Regions from separate parts of the Manis pentadactyla genome. Here region 1 is linked to region 2. A link is a contact called in public Hi-C data. All regions are on one chromosome and are shown on one strand. The core of a region is the stretch at or near the end of the contact, and the rest is flanking DNA. Distances in the headings are between cores, read along the strand shown.

Evidence for each region. Hi-C and Micro-C count contacts between places; a contact is called where the count stands out from the background.
Region 1: a Hi-C map of skin fibroblasts shows a contact between it and region 2, with 7 times the contacts expected there. The contact joins the promoter of ASIC5 here to the promoter of MAP9 in region 2. A contact is called at or near these places in 2 of 3 Hi-C or Micro-C datasets (fibroblasts and skin fibroblasts).

What each region holds. Positions count from the first base shown.
Region 1 is chr1:27,051,763-27,057,100 of mManPen7.hap1, reverse strand. It overlaps ASIC5 (acid sensing ion channel subunit family member 5), which reads left to right and starts at 1,846. Exons shown (of 10, transcript XM_036887879.2): 1 at 1,846-1,947; 2 at 4,460-4,766. The coding sequence starts at 1,851.
Region 2 is chr1:26,618,400-26,624,146 of mManPen7.hap1, reverse strand. It overlaps MAP9 (microtubule associated protein 9), which reads left to right and starts at 4,497. Exons shown (of 14, transcript XM_057496930.1): 1 at 4,497-4,728; 2 at 5,546-5,711. The coding sequence starts at 5,637. LOC118913749 (a long non-coding RNA gene) reads right to left here and starts at 4,411. Exons shown (of 3, transcript XR_005025316.2): 1 at 4,261-4,411.

The DNA.
Region 1 (5,338 bases), core at 597-3,096, 440 kb before region 2:
AGATTATGGGATGGGTTACTGGGCTTTGATTTCAAATGGAAGATGAAGGCAAATAGCAGGGATGTTTCTTCACTGGACAAAGATGGAATTCGAATTTACTCACAGTCGCTAATGGAGGAGTGAGAGTCGAGTAATTTTATGACTGAGGAGAGAAGAAGAAAAGGAAACAGTGTCGGTAAATTCATTTTAAAGTAGAAGAGAAATAAGAAAGTATCAGATCAGGGCAATCAAGAAGAAACATTCATCACTTTTAAATGTCACAGAAGAGAGGAAGGAACTAGTTTGAGCAAATAAAAACAAGAAGATACTTTCTTTTCTTTATTCTTTGTCAAATAAAGGGTGGGCAAGAAATGGAGAGATCTTGCCTGCCTTCTTGCCTTCTCTCTGGTTCACTCTTTTTCTCCCCCTGTAATGCACAAAGGCACAGTAGGGAAGTAACTAGAGGTTGTGGGCTAGAAGAAAGAGGAAGTGAAAACGTGAAATGAACTTTTTAAAGAAAATGTCTGATTATTCCTGAGCCTTGGTTAAATTGTGAAGCAGATAAAATAGAGCTTTGGAAGACCCTCTGTTTTTCTCTTCATTTTTCTTCCATGACTTGCGCCCTCTCCCTGCCTTCCTTGCTACTGTCCCGCCGCCTACTCTCTCGGTACTAGTCCCACTGCCTTAGTCTCGCCCCGGCTTGAGTCAGCTACTGTCTCTGCCCTTAGAAGTTCAAGCAGTGAATGACGGATTACTGGCCTACTTAGCACACTGATCTGTAACCTTATTCACCATAAGGCGCACTGTGGAAATACGTTAAGAAGAAGAAAGGAAAGCAGACAGCCAAGGGAAGGAAGGGTGGAGGGGTGAGTTAGTTAGCTGTCGTTCCTCTCAGGAGTACCTGAATTTTAAAAATCTTTAGCTGAAGTTGTAATTGTAATTTTTAACCCCAAAGAAGAGAGTTTTAATGGGGAAACTCATACATCATGACACTGACCCTCTTCCTGAAATCTTTAATTTGATAGTTGTGGAAGCTTTCCCAGAGCATCCATTTACCTCCCTTGAAACTTCTTAGCGCCTCCCCATAAGACTAATTTTAACCTATAGTACTAAGTTTCCAAGGAAATCTATGTAAAATATTATATCTAACCAAGTTAATGGTTAGTGGTTATGTAGTTATAAAATATTACCTTGGCAATTCTAAAATGCCCCAAGTAGACATACATGCAATTCCTCAGTTGTGTCAAGAGGTGGTGCTATTTATACACCCGAATGCACATTCACCAGTTTATTATTTTTTATAATAAATTCTAACAATTTCTCAAAAATGTTAATATGAACAAATAATTGGTCTTTGTGCTCTGTTGAATTTGTATGGCTTTCAGCAATCATTTCTTCTTGAGAAAATATTTTCTAGTGTTTTATTTTGTCACTATTTCTGTTTAAGACAGCTTAATCTATTACTAAGAAACTTCAACCAGTTCAATAACTTTATTCCCAAGATTTCATTCTAATTGCATTTCAATTTAAAGTGGTATAGAGAAAGAGGTAGAAATAAAAGCTAAGGAGAGCTCTCCAAGGGGAGTCATTTGAATATCACTAGCCTGGTCAGGAACAACTCCAAAACCACAGATATTTGTAAGTATTTTCCCTTTAATTCTGAGAAAATGGTTCCCTAATTCTATCTTTTGGTTTCACTCTATCCATAGCTTTCCATCAGTGCATAAATGCCCATAGCTGGTTCTGCCAGCATTTTTGCTTTGCAGATTATGTGTTTTATGAGGCAAAACATAGCAACACAAACATTTAAATTGCTCCCCACGTTTTACAACCTCAACTGTTGTATTTTATATAAAGGCCACAAAATGAATATGGTTATTGATGAAAATTCAATACACGCCAAGGCCTCCTGCCGCCTGACATTGCAAATGGAGCAGATTGAGAAATCACAAGCATATGCAAAGAAAGGTAAGGAGCAAAAGCGCAGAACACTTAACAATTTTCATTTCTAAAGGCTAGAAATTAGCAAAGGGAAAGGGGGATTATCTTTTTCTTTTGGGAAATTTGATTTCTAATATTACTTCGATAAAATATCAATAATACACCTGCTTAGGAAAAGGAGAATGTATATGAGGGATTTGAAAATAGCTGTAAAATATTACTATGGGCTAGAATCTGTTTTTTAGTTTTACTTTGTTTTGGTTTCTGTTTATCATGTGCCTACAAGTGATATTGTAAAATACAGCAAAACTTGTTTGACATTCCTCAAAATGTTTCTGTAAGGATCAGTATCAATGCAAGGGCCACCTGCCAAAATCACCCAGTATATACTCTATCAGGAAGGTAAGAAGTTTCCTGCTCTGCAGGCTGGTGGGCCCCTTAAGAAACCAATTTTAATCTTCCTCATAGTAGTACACCACCTTGTTTCTTCACTATTCATCTAAAATAATATTAGAAACAACCCCAACCCTTTGAAAACCCAAATGGCTCAGAAGACCCCAGTAAAGACGAAGGCTTTCAAAACGTAAATAGATCAACTTGAAACTTACATTTTTGGGTGTAATGCTTGTAACCAACAGTACTTTGTTTGGCCATTTACCAATTAGTAGTTTACTCTTCCCTTCGAACTGCTTAGGCATCTATACTAGAAGGCTGCCAGCTACCCAGAGGCTGAGGTCTCCTGTCAGAGTCAGTTCTTCATATGTGCTTGGAATGGATAAATAATTCAACCAAAAGCACTATTAAATTTATTTTGATGATGATTAATAATAATAGCTTTTCTTACATTTCTGATTTTGCCCTGGGACTGGGTTGGTTTGTCAATTTCTCTTTCTCTCTCTTTGCATGTGTATATATTATATGAATATGTACACACACACACACATATATATATAAAATAATGCCCCAATTTAATTCCATATTGAAAGTTATATGCAGGGTTTTTGTAAAATTTTATTCCAAATTCAAGCTTATCAGATTAATACACAATTTTCTGCTTAGTGTATAGTTTCTGTACAATAATAATAATAATATAATTTGTTATCATGTCCTAACACCTTGCAAATGAAATGGATTCCCTTAGAAAATGTTCATAGTTGCCTTTGATATATCATTATATACCCCATGACTTAAGCTTAGGTAATTGATTGGAGACTTATGAAGTAATAAATAATAATTTAATGATAAGTAACACTTGAAAGCTTTTAAAAGTAAATAAATGCTGATTAGCAGACAGAAAATATTTCTTGAATTGAAGCCAAGGATATAAAAGATAATTCACCCAATTATGAGTATTTTTTAGGCCATTAAGAACTTATTTCTTGCTCATTTCTTAAATGAGAATTTTAGACAGTGTTTAAAAATTCCCTGAATTTGTTACCATTTACCACATAATTACTAATTAGCAAGATAACAAAAATAACTAACACTAACTGAGTATGTATTATGGTCCAGGTAGTGTGCCCAGCCATTCCCAGGTATTAACTTATTTAATATTCACAACAAACTCTTGAGTCTGCTGCTTCCATTCGACAGGAGAGCAATAAAGTATTAGAAAGATTAAGAAACTTGGCTAAAGCAGCAGAGATTACAAGAGGCAAGGCCTAGACCAGAAGCCTGATCTCTCTGTTTCAAAGCCCACCTCATCCTTGGAACTGTATTACATCCTTCCCTGGGCACAGGAATTCTCCATGTCTTCTCTTACAGAAAAATGAAAACACATTAAACCAAAAGAAAATTCTGAATATGCTATATGTTGCCATAAAAATTTTAGGGTCCCCTTTACCAATCCTTATTAATAGTGATAAATATGATTTGGTTGATTACTGATAGTCTTAAGGGGATGAATACACATTTTAAGGAGGTAGAAAATAGACTACTTACCCAATAATGCAACTTTAAACATTCTGACTAAAGAACCAAATGAAATAGAAGAGTTGTGTACTGAAGCATAGAAAGCTATGGAAATTACATTCAGCCGTACAATACACCACCGTATGTCTGAGATTAATTGAAGAATCAAATCCTTTTTTAACCTCACTTGTGACACAGAAGAATCAGCCTAATCTTGTTTGTGACATCTAAGGGACTTTGTGATTCTTCAGCTAGAAGAAGTCATTTTAAATTAGAGTTAATATTTTATAGGTTATGAGTTGTGGTAAGCAACCCACTCAAGGTGCGTTGGTTTTGAAATTGAAAGTAACAGCATGTCAATCTTATGGCACTAATAGATTTGCATTAGCAAGAGGCATATTCTGAATATAATTAGCATATTCTTATTAGACCCATGCAGTCAACACTTCTATTTCTTGATACCTAAAAATACCGTGCAACTGCAGATTAACTTGGCTCCTTATGTATTACACATAAAAAGGGTAGCCTGTTCTAATTTATATATGCGTTGTGTTTTTCACAAATAGCATTAAGGTTTTTACCTCATTACTTTTTTGTTTGCTTATTTAATCATTTTATTAAAATGAAGGACTCTTGGAAAAGATAAAGCTCTGCCTTTCAAAGAAATCACTACCATCTCCCACTGACCGAGAGAAGTTTGACCATGACTTTGCCATCTCCACTTCCTTTCATGGCATACATAATATTGTTCGGAACCGGAGCAGAATTCGCAAGGTGATCTGGCTGGTGGTGGTCCTGGGCTCAGTCTCAGTAGTGATATGGCAGATCCATTGTCGCTTGGCTAACTACTTCACATGGCCGACCACAACAGCCGTAGAGGTTCAGTATGTGGAAAAGATCGAGTTCCCAGCTGTGACGTTTTGTAATTTAAACAGGTAAAAATTACTTCTAATAATATGTCTCTATAACTTTGCTATGTTTAACCTTTCTTGGATGACTGAAATAGTTTGGTTAAGTGATATTTAATATACATAAAGCTAGTGAAGTTTCAAAATTTTACTTAAAAACAGAAATTTAGGGGGTCAAAGAAGATTATTAATTTCTTAGTTTTCCTCCTTTTCTTCCTTTTATCCTTCCATAGTTACATGCTAGGCAACATACCAAACCCTGTTGTTGAATAGTAAAAGTATAATGTAAAAGTATAGATCCTTGCACTTAAAAAGTTTATCAATTAACTAAAAAGACAGAAGCCATAAACAATTCTAATGCAGTACATATGGTAATTTTACATTACACTAAAGGTATCTGCAAGGGCTCTGACTGCACAGAGGACAGGGGACAGTCTCTGTTGTATCATGGAAGTCTGAGTATTGAAGGATGACTAGGAAGTTTCTAGGTGGAGATGAGGAAAACCCAAGGGAACCACTGAGTAGAAGTGTGGGGACACAAAATGTCCTGATGTGCATATGATGAGCTATTTAATGTAACAGAGGCAGGGATAGCAGCA
Region 2 (5,747 bases), core at 3,248-5,747:
ATAGTAAGAAAGAGAATTCTAACTATTAAAAATGATTACAGTTGAGTTTGGGACAGTGGAGGATGAACTGAGGAAGAAAATTTACATGAAGTCTTCTAAAAAATTTATTAAAAAAAGATTTTGTTGTCATCTTAAACTAGTAAGTTTCTAACTTTCTAATATAAAGAAAAAAACTGACCATTCAAAAGCCTCTATGCAATTACATAAAAATAAATTTATTTTTCAATGTGACTTTTAATCACTTTAAGCAAAATAAAATATCCCCAAAATAGTAATGATAATGTTTCGATTGTTAATTCCCAGGTGCCAAGTCCTTTGCTGCCATCTCCTGGAAGTCGGTGGCTCATGCAGGCCATGGCATTTCTTTCCCCTTCTGGAAAAGACATCCCACAGAACGAAAACAAGGAATAATTACATTCTTATGAGTGCAATGCTAAGGCAAAATTAAATTTTACACATAGTCTTGCAGAATTTGTTTTATTCCTATCATCTGTACCTGGACTTTGGCCTTCCTTTCCTTGAAAATTCATAAAAACTACAGAACTTTTGTGTAAAACATGAAATTAATAATTTTTATTTTTTTATTCCCAAACCAGATGTCTTAAGGGAAGTGGCTAGGAAGGTGCCAAGCAATTCCAAAAAGGTAGATGAAAGGGGACTACACATGGAAGAAATGACACAGAAAGATACCTCCGGGCTAATACATCAGCAAAGATAGAAAACAGGAGAACCTAAGAATAGTGTAGTTTTGCACAGGAAAATGTTATTAGAAGTGAAGATTTCTTAAAACCACAGTAACACCATAAAGTCTATATAACAAATCAGTCTTATTTGGGACATTTTTTAAGTGAAAATAATCACCTGATTATTGAATTGAGTAACTTTTTTTCAAACCTACTTGAGTCTTAAGATGTTACCATAACTTTGTCTTTCTCTTCATCACTAACATCTGGAAAGAATGTCAGTTTCTTTCTGAGTCCCACTCCCTCATCTCCCATTCACCTCTAGACTTAATGCAATTTTTCCTCACCTTCCTTCTGATCTAGCTGAGTGCTTAAATGTTTAACTCTGGGGTAGGTGGGAGGGAAGTAGGTGATGGAAAGGATTTCTCGGAAGTGTAGTGCTGTATTGCTTGCAAATTTAAAATAATTCTATTATGACCGGTTTCAAGCTAGCAGCTCAATGTTGCTGAACTAAGAGTTGGGACTGGCTTTGTGCAATAGACCCCTGAGCAAGTAAGAGCCGGTCCCAGCTCACCTAAGAGACCCTCCAGGGAAACTGCCGTGCCTTCAGCACTGCACAGATCTTAGGGTATGGTGTACGCACTGACAGATGCAAACTTGTAGTTTCCATCCCAGCTGCTTAACTACTAGATAACACTGGCCGCTCCTTCACTGGTGCACCATTCTCCTCCATTTCTCGGGCAGTGCCATCCTGCTCTTTGCTTCCCAGAGCCCCTGCTCACCCCTGCCTGCTTGATGTTCCTCAGGGTTCCGCCCTCCGTCCCTTCTGCGCCCACCCTCATCCTACCAGCCTCACACCTACGCCTACCACTGCAGGCACTTCCAACTCAGTGAGCCCAAATCCGGCATCAGATTTTCCCTGCTTCCTTTTTTGCTTCCCCTACACACACGACTTTTGCTATGTTATCAATCGTATTATAGAAAGTACCTTGACACATATCCATTCTTTTCCATTTTCACTGCCTTTGCCTTCTTCCCTGTCTGGGTGGCATCTCTCCTGAGCTGCCTGGGTGACCCCTTCCATGGAGCCTTCTTCCAGCTCCTTTGGTCCTCAATTCATCCTTCAACTCATCACCAAAATGACCTTTTTAAATCACAGTCAAGTCATGACACTTCCTAGTTTCTCCCATTTTTCCTATGACCTAAAATATTAATTTGATAGCAATTACTTCAAGGCAATTCATTAATTATCCAGCCAATGCCTGGAAGACTAAGACCCCCACTAACCTTAGCTTTTAGCCCCAGAATAGGCCATGATTGTCCCAGTTTCCTCGCATTGTAGCAGGAACCAACAGAAATAAGACGTATTAACTATAATAAGATAGAATTACGTAAATACTTTCAGCTTTTCCCATTCTGAACAAGAAATTTGACTGAAAATGTTATGTACATGAGTAGAAAATATGGTATGGAGTTTGTATTAATTCCATATTGCTGCCATAGCAGATTACCACAAACTTGGTGCTTCAAATAAATTCCTTACTCCTCCTTATCTCCTAACCTCATTAGTCAATTCAAACTTACTTTGTCTGTGAAAACTTTGTAGAACCTCCAGGAAGAATTCTTTCCTCTCATGAAAGCTTCTTACTTTGTACTTCTATGGAGAAATCATCACGGTGATAGATAATCATGTGTTTACCAAGGTTTTCAGCTATCTCTAGCCTGTGGGATTTCTAAGGCAGGGACCTACTCTGGTTACACTTGAATTCACAAAGTCTGACCCAGAACATTATTGATACGTGTATGTATACTAAATGAATGAATGAATGAATGAATGAGTGAGTGAATGACTGTGTGAAGGCAAGGCTCAGAAATGAAAACTACATTAAACTCAAAAAAGTTTGCTTTGCAAATACTTCTGAGATCAAATATATATTAGAAAAATGAAAATGAAATAAAGAGGAAAATTTACATAAACTACTGAAATTTAGAGTGTTGCAGTGTTTTCACTTTTTTTTAATTGAGTACCTGTGGGCTTCTTTTGGAATGTTCCAAAAATTGTTTTCAGTTTAAAATGCAATTTGTTTACTCATGAGTTCATTTAACAATTATATGTGTATTGTAAACTATGCTGTAGATAAAATACTATTAATTCAAATATTATGTAATGCTTTAGTAGCATATTATACTGAAAATATTAGCAAATATATACTGCTGCTTAAAATAAGACAACAGTAGAAGGATATTGTGCTTTAACTCTTGTGGAGAAATTAACCTGAGTTATTGAGTTTACTATAGCTTTGTAAGATATAGCTTTATATCCTTTATTATTTTGTTTTAAGTTGAAAATAAAAATCTAGTGGGTTCTGTAGAAACCATAGGATATTTTCTGTAAGGCTCTTTAAATTAATTTTTTGTGTATTTTATTTTAAATCCCATCTAAATGAGAACTATATCAGATAAAAGGATTAAAAGTGAAGTATTCTGAATGAATGTAAATATTCAAACATGAACAAATTAATACTTCAAAGATAAGAAATGTGGATACTGTCTTCTCACTGTGTACACAGGTACCACATAGAATCATATCTGTTGATTAATAAATTACATGGATCAGAAACTGGTGAGAATGGAAAATACCTTACGCAGAGTCTCACTCAAAAACATTTGAAGCACCAAAATTAAGCAAATGTTGATCAAACTGACTTTTTCAAAAAAGGACAAGTTCAGCAAAACCCAAACACACTTCTTAAAAAGTTGCATTGCAAATGCCATTAAAAGCATAGGTTTGGGTAGGTTTGGGTGTTTTTACTAAATTTTGTATTTTTTATTATACATGTTTAGTTTTTTAATACATTATTAAATCTATATCTCATTGTGATTTGTTTATAAATAATTGTTGAATAAGTGAAAAATCATTAAATTTTAGGGATATGGGAAAAAATACCAGGTATAAGTTTAATTACTAGCCAATGAATTCATTTAAATGAATTTTTAATTTTAAATTTAACTAGGATTACACTTCTGTTAAATTAAAAATAGTAAAATCCATGTTATTTGAAAGCCTTTAAAGAAGTGTTTTTATATATATTTAAAGATTGTCTCTGCTAACTAGATGTTGGTTTTGTCAGCACGTTGTCCTCCAGTTTATTAGATCATCTTATTTGTTGACTGGCGATTTTAAGGGGACTATCAATTGCTTATAGAAAGGAGGAAACTTTACATTAAAGAAATACTTGGAATGGGTTTTTATCCTTAGAGACTGAGTGGCATAAAAACGTTATCTAATGTTGACTGAATGCAATCCCAGGCGCTCTTGCAAGTATTCCACCTGCATTATTTCAGTCAATACTTACAGCAACACTTTAAGGTAGCTATTATAATTATTATTATCTTTCCCCCCCCCCAGAAAATTAAACTGAGTCATTAAGACGTTAACTTGCGCATCAACCGGGTACAGGGAAGGGTGCCAGGATTCCCACGTGCAGTTTAACTCCTGGGCCTGGAAACGTCACTATTGTGCCATTCTTTTTGAACTATCAGTACCCTATTCTGTCAATACACTTCTCCGACTTACAGAACTTCACGTCCTAACTGGTAGAACAATGCACGTGCTGTGGCTCAAGCAGCAGGTCAAGACCCTCACTCCACCAGCAAGCGCCAGGCTCTCGACACCCGAGGGCGAGCTGGGAGGGTCCTGCCCCCCCAGCAACAGGGAAGCACCGGCGGCCGAGAACGCTCGCCTCTCCCAAGACACAGAGGTCTGACGTCATTTCCGTCGTCTGGGCGGTTGCCCCAGCGACGCGTCGGCGTCAAGGGCGACGTTCGGTACCCGAGATACCTGGCGATGGACAAGTCACTTCCTACCGGAGATGCTGTTTCCTAGCAACCGCCTCCCACCTCGGCCTTTTGTCCCTCCCCCTGGCTCGGGCCGGGCCTGGTCTCCGAAAGCCGGCAGGCCCGGCGGAGGCGAGAAGCTCCTCCCCGAAGCCAGCCTCTCAGTGGTGAGGCTGCGGGGAGACCGCCGCCGGAGAGGCTGGAGTGGGTAAGGGTCTCGGGACAGAGGGCGAGGAATGCGGCGGGGAGGGCTCTTGGGGACGCGGCCGTGGAAGTGCCGGACGCCAGGCGGGCGGCGCGGGCGGCGCGGGCTGGACCCGGGCGCCTCCTGGCCGGGCCCGGACTGCCCCCGGCGGGCGCCAGGCGGGCTGCGGGACGGCAGGGCCCGGCCTCGGCGCCCACCAGGGGAAACGTTTGCGGCGCCTCGTACAGTGATTGTAACGCAGCCCGTCGCTTAAGCTTCGTTCTGTTTCTCTAGCAATATTAACACTTGTGAGAAGGAAGAGCGGCGATTTGTAGTTTCGCGTTATGATCTTTATCTTTCAGTAGCTGTGTACACAAGCAATGCTTTTTTTGTGTATTTTTTCGTGGGGGGTTGATTTGGTTTGGTGTTGCTTAGTTGTATCTTTTATTCTGACAGCCCTCCTGGTAGACTTTTAAATAAGGTATGACCGTTTTGTAGGCAATGCTATTACAGTTTTCGGATCAAGTGAAAAATGAGGCGTTTTATTTTAATTGGCAACATCCTGTAGTAATATGTTTCAGTCATTTATTTGCTCATCCTTAAAATAATCGCAAAGCTATTTTAGGATAACCTTTTAATTTGACTTTGATAAGCTAGTTTTGAGAATTTTGTATTTGTTTACAGGAACTGTTTTCATATTTAAGTGAATATGTAGCTCAGTGTTCATGTAATGTTTTTCTTGTTTTCAGTTTATTCTCCATTTTTTTGTTTTTAAGCACTAAGGGTAGTAATGGAAGTTCTCAAGCATGCAAAACAGTCTTTTTTTTATTCTATATTTCAGCCATCATCTGAGGTTGAATTATTCCTGTTCTTAATTAGTCATTTTATAAAGCTAAAGAGTTTAAAAACCAACAACAAAAAACAAAAACACTATGTCCGACGAAGTTTTTAGCACAACTTTGGCATATACAAAGAGCCCAAAAGTCACTAAAAGGACCACTTTCCAGGTAAAGTACTTCAAAGCACTTTTATTTTGAATGATT